Regions from separate parts of the Triticum aestivum genome. Here region 1 is linked to region 2. The links are chromatin contacts, called in public Hi-C maps. All regions are on one chromosome and are shown on one strand. Each heading gives the region's core, a stretch centred on a gene start, on an enhancer-like site or on the middle of the called end of the contact. The rest is flanking DNA. Distances are from core to core; before and after follow the strand shown.

Region 1 (2,874 bases), core at 130-2,629, 210 kb before region 2:
TGTGTGTCGAAATCAGCAAGTAAAAACAGTCAGTTTGGCACATTGTATAATTTGCAATCTAGGAGTAGAAATTAAGATTTTGGCTCAGAACGAAGGAAGCAGAGGGAATGAATGGGTTAAGATTTGGTACTCACTCGATCTGGCGGATCTCCTCGAAGAAGTGGGTGTCGTAGACGCCGGCGGCGTCGGCGAAGTGGACGACGCCGGAGAGACGGTGCTTCTCGACGTGCGCGAGCGCGGCGTTGCGCTGCGCGTGGGCCTCGGCGGCGGCGGTGGTGAAGTTCTCCTCGGGGCGGAAGGCCAGGTGCCGGTACATGACCCCGGTGCCCCGGAGCACCTCGGCCGTGGCGGGCGCGTCGGCCGCCGGCTCCACCACCACCCAGACGACCGGGGGGCGCACCAGGCGCAGTGTGTGGGCGAGCCGCAGCAGCTCCGGCCGCCTGCGCCGCCGCTCCCCGGCCCCGGACCTGGTCGTGGTAACCACTATCAGCATCCTCCTCGGGCCGCTCTCCTCGTCGTCGTCCAGGTCGACCACCGCGCCGCCCCCGCCAGCCGCCGCCGCGCCCTCCGGCGAGGGCGGCGCCAGGCTGATGTGCTGGTCCCTGCTGCCGGCGACACGGGACGCGGCGAGCTGCTCCGCCGCGAGAAGCGGCGGCGGCGTGCCGGCCCCGCCGCCGGGCCTCCAGGAGGAGGAGGAGGAGGGCGCGAAGCCGGTGAAGAAGCCCATGACGAAGCAGAGCGAGAAGTGGAGCACCGCGCGCTTCCACAGGTGCCCCCCCCGCCGCTGCTTCGGCCGCTCCGGCGCCACCGCCCCCGTCCCCATGACGGCCCGACACACAAATCCTCCGACCCCTCCCCCCAAAAAATCACAACTTTCAGATCAAATCACGGCCCGCCACAGATCACCTCGCCTCCCCTCCCAGATCAAGAACCAACGAGGCCCAAAGACCGAAGGATTGGACTCTGCGGGGGTGACGAGAGCTAGAAGCCGCCCTGTCTGCTTGCCCGTGAATCAATGCGGATGGAGCAAGATGGGGGAAGGACAATTAATGTGGGGGGCAGCGGCGCTAGATCAGCACCAAGATTTGGGGGAGGAGGAATGTGCCCGCCTGGGGAAGGGGGTGGGGAAGAAGAAGATCAGGATGGAAGGTAGTAGGCGGGATGGGGCGAGGGCGAGGGGAAGGGGAGGGGGATGGTGAATCCTTGCTCGGTGGTGGGGGTGAAAACGGCAATGGCGTTGGGGGTGGTTGGTGAGGGTGGCGTTTAAAGAGGGCGGGAGGAGTGCGGTGACACTTGCCTGTCCCTCAACAGCTATGGTGCTGCTGCTCCTGGGTCTGGGTTTTCACCTCCGCCATTGATTCATCTCTTTTCACTGTCGAGGTTGTGCTGTGCTGTGCTGTGCCTCGATGGTTCAGTTCGGTTGAGACATGCTTGCCTCTGGGATCGCGGAGATCTGATCCGGCAACGACCGCCGACGCGGAAACTGAGGTGAAATTGGGGCACACCTGGCACCCTAGTTCCTGATTACTTCTGTGCAAAATTAAGCATTTCTTAAACCTGATTAATATTGCTACTAGTAGTACTAGTACTTCAGTTTTTTGTTCTTGTTGTTGAGAAAAGTTCCTTTTTTATTTACAAAAGCTTAGACTCGTTGGACTGGACTAGGGTGCCTTTACCTGGCAGTTTCCTATGGCTGGTTTTCACAAGCAAACACCCGGAAAAACAGAGCAAGCAACCAAAGTACAGTACTAGTACCACCTCTCAGACACCTCACATTAACTACACACAAGCTCCAAATAGTTAACAACAACCTATGAGAATATCCAAATCAATTGTAGCTCAATTTTTTTTAGGGAAAATACTGCTGCTGCTTCCTCTGCAAATACGAGAGTATAGTACTGTTATAAATATTCTTGCTGCAGGTTAATATGCAAAGCTTATTGGATAATTTGGACTGGCATTGGAGGTGTGGCAGAGGCCCCAGATCCATCCATCCGTTATACTAGTAGCCCAGAAGAATATTAGGTGACCTGCAGCTTTTGCTTTGCCCCTCCTCCTCCCTTTTAATTAACGCACCTTAGACCTAATCCTGTGCTAATCCCATCCATGCCTTAACTTTAAGCCAAAGCAACGCAAGACATTTTTTTTTAGCTGGAGGGGGAGAGGAGAGGGAGGGGACATCTCTTTGCTGGTGGGGGATTGGAACATGGAACCTAACCGGGAAAAGAAAAGGCAGCATCGGAGGTGACACCAAATCTAAAAAAGTCGTCTTTCATTTTGGATGAACAGTGCTGTTTCTCTCTTTGAATTAAATAAATTAAAGAGTTTCAATGTTTAAGAAATCCTTTTGGAGGAATTGTTGTTTTCCTTTCTTTCTTTTTTTGCAATTTCCGTGAGGATCCAAGGGTGTAGATTTCTTGTGTGGTACCACATCCTACAAGTACTGTAGCGGTGTTTGGTGTGTTGTGTGTGAGGTGTGCTGCAGGTGCACGATAAAGCGATTAAGAAACTGCCGGAAAGTTTGGTGCGAAAAGCGTGTGACAAAATGTAGACCGGCCCAGGCCCAGTCTCAAGGGGTCCAGGCATCATCTGAAAAGAAAAAACCGGTGGGGCCATCCGGAGGACTTGATTGAACTGTCCGGTCCGTCCCGGTGGCAGCTTGGCGTTTCCTTTAGCGTGCAAAAATGACTGAATCGAGTGGATCAACAACAACTTGCATGGTTTTGGGGGAATCCATCCATGGAGATGATGCAGAGTTGCAGACGCCCTTTTCTTCGCCTAGTGAAAAACTGCTCGTGCGTTGTGTGATCATTTCATTTTGTTTAGATAAATGTGGCACACCGTGTCGGCCGACCGAACCGCCGAGTAGGTGGA
Region 2 (2,895 bases), core at 376-2,875:
ATGGTTATTCTTGAATATTATAAAAATCATATTTTTTGTGTAAATAGTGTGCAAATATTACCAGTCTTTGTATTATTTTTCTTTATTTTCTTATGTAAAGGGTAATACTCATGCCACTAATTCATTCTTTCTTAGAAAACTTATTTTTGTATCTTTATTACTTTTATTTTTGTTTATTTATTATTTTTTTCTTATGTCTTACTATGTCATTTTTTGGTATATTTCAGAGCAAGCTCAAATATGTGATGGGCTTTTGTTTATTGGTTGCATTTGGCCGAGTTCTCCTCTTAAAAGTCGGTTGAGACCAGACTTTTTTTAACGTGTGTATTTATTTATCTTTTGTGAAAAAGTTATTGTCTTTATTTACTCATAAGAAAAAGTAACCAATACAAATATGATCATTTTTTATCTCCCATCCATGCACTGATATTTCTGGGTCCAATTTTAATTTTTTTATTTTTTTTATTTTACCTAATGTAGAAAAGAAAAGATAAGATTTTTGTAAGCCTGGTATGTTAGAAAATCGTTCTAGTCAAACTCAACCAGCAGAATCAAAAATCGAAAGGCACGCAGCATGACCGAGCAGTTTGCATGTATCTGCATGCATGCATGCATGGCGTAATACTACAGGGCAGAACGCACACCAATCAAGGACAATAGAAAAAGTGTCTGAACCAAAATTAGTTTTCAGTCACCTCACACCTAGCCAATCCCTTTACAAATACTCTCATTTCCATTATGTAGTGCTTTTTTTTTTGAAAAGTCAAACCATACCTACTTTGACCAAGTTTGTGGGTATGAATGCTAAACATATATTGTTAGATTCATCATATGGTGTAGTTTTATATTTCATACATTTGATATTACAGATATAAATAGTTTTCTCTATAAACTTGGTCAAACTTTGCAAAGTTTGACTTTTCAAAAAATCTATATGTACTGCATTATGGGAGTAGCAGCAACTCGTACCAATGCAGAAGTTTGTTTCAGATCCCGATGGTTCCTCGGACCAATCTTTGGGAATATAGATAGTCTACTACAAACTTCTCTGGTAACAACATTGCCAAGTTTATCAACAACCCTTAGGCCTTTTACAATGCAAGTTGCTTAAGAAAGTGCTTCGTAAAATAAAGCGATTTGCCCTCTATAAATAAGTATTAGTGCGTAAAAAAACTGGTTTATTTTTTTTAAACACCTCTCCGAAGCACCTTGCACTGTACAAGGTCGTACATGGCTGTGTGCGCATCAATCGCTGCGGAGGCCTAGGGGTGACAGTTGTGTTTAAACCCACAAACATGTGGAAACCAGAGAGTACCCCCAGTGCACGTTCGGTTTGGTATGGTTTTGGTTTGGTCCACCGGAGAGTTGGGCTGTGGTCACTATCGGACAGCGGATGCTCAGCTATAGACCCGAAGACGATGGCTTGAGAGTTCAGACTTACTTGACTTCCAAATGCACTGGTAGATTTGGACATTTGGTACCTACCATACGTGTATATTGGATGGACGCAAGATGTTTCTCTCGTGGCTTCACAGACACAAGTCGCTGGCATGTGATCAGTACTTGCTTGCATGTGGGTGTGGGTAGATCACAGTTGTCGTGAAATCGACACGAGTGCCAGTCGGGTGAGACGCCGACACAGGAACACAGACGTCCGCACCGCGCAGAAGAAGCCGGCCGCGCGTTTTGGAACGTACTTCGCCGCAATTTTGCACAGGAAACGTTGTATTAGAATTTAGATACACTCATTTCAGCGCTATTAATTTCGGAGAAAGGTCGTAAAGCAGCAGCACCGGGTTGCTTCGCGGTGGCGCCCCGGAACACCATCCTTCGCGATTGAGTTTTATCTATGGCCGGGGACAAAGCAACGTGCTACTACTTGCATTGCAATGCCTGCACGACTGCACGTACGCTTGTCATGCTCTGGCAGCAGCTAGCTTCCAAGATCACTGCAAATCTAGTTACGTCGCTAGTACCTAAGATTGCTACAGGCCATGCATGCACCATACCGTACGTATGGACCGGTGCATTATTGAACATTTATCTGCACGCTCGTGCAATTCACGTCACGGTCCCGGATCGTGTTCAATGCCACCCCTGGACCAAGGTAGCAAGGTAAATCATATGGAAATCCAGAAATTTGTTTCCAACGGTACAGAGAATGCCACCCCTGGCACACAAGTCTTCTTGTTTCTGTATGGCCTCTCTACGGCGAGGGTTGGGTCGATTTTCGTCTACGGTGAGGCCGGACTCGAAGATTAGAGAGGACGATGACACCTGTTGGGAAGAAGTGATGACCATGACCCGAGGGTGTACTCACTAGGCACTAGCATGTGTGTGTGCCGCTCGATGGTTTGTGACGGATTTGGCATATGGTTTTATGTTAATTAACCAAACAACTCTCTTCTACTTAATTAATGAGCGGGACAAATCTTTTGGCTCTGTTTCGAAAAACACACACACTTGCATACGAATGTTACAAGCGAAACACAGACTTGTTGAAGAGATCGATCGGAGTTCGGGTAGGCGCTTGGGTTCGTTGCACTAGTGGAGGAGCTATGCTGTGCTCACTTTCAGGCAGTGAATGTTCAGCTAGTGAGGAGCCTGGCCCAGGGAGGTGGAGGTGTGCTTCAGAGAGTGTCAAGGCTTGCTTGCCGGACGCTTCCAAATCCTCTTGTAGATTGCCGGCATGCCACCATAGATGGAAAATGACCCAACTCCCAGAGCATGACAGCATACAAAATAGGACCACAACTGTCTGCACAAGAAAAACAAAAGGAAAACGAACCGCCGGAAAACCGACCCGACTACCAACGCTTCAACTGTATGCATGCGTCTCTAGCTTCGCTCCAGCACCCGGAAGAAACATGGGCTGCGTGCCACCAACACGACGAC

What was found. A called contact is a pair of places that touch in the nucleus more often than the background predicts.
Region 1: a contact with region 2 is called in a Hi-C map of leaf, with 4 times the contacts expected there. The contact joins the promoter of LOC123180205 here to the enhancer-like site in region 2. A contact is called at or near these places in 2 of 5 Hi-C or Micro-C datasets (both in leaf).

The regions. Positions count from the first base shown.
Region 1 is chr1D:48,719,395-48,722,268 of IWGSC CS RefSeq v2.1, reverse strand. LOC123180205 (probable beta-1,4-xylosyltransferase GT43A) reads right to left here and starts at 1,379. Exons shown (of 3, transcript XM_044592182.1): 1 at 135-1,379. The coding sequence starts at 823.
Region 2 is chr1D:48,513,626-48,516,520 of IWGSC CS RefSeq v2.1, reverse strand. No RefSeq gene overlaps it. Among protein-coding and RNA genes, the nearest start is that of LOC123164907, 200 kb to the right of the region's middle. Within about 2 kb of position 1,625, at least 5 of the 8 cell types and tissues checked have an H3K27ac peak or open chromatin away from gene starts, as enhancers often do. A contact at or near this core is called in leaf, where this site is marked.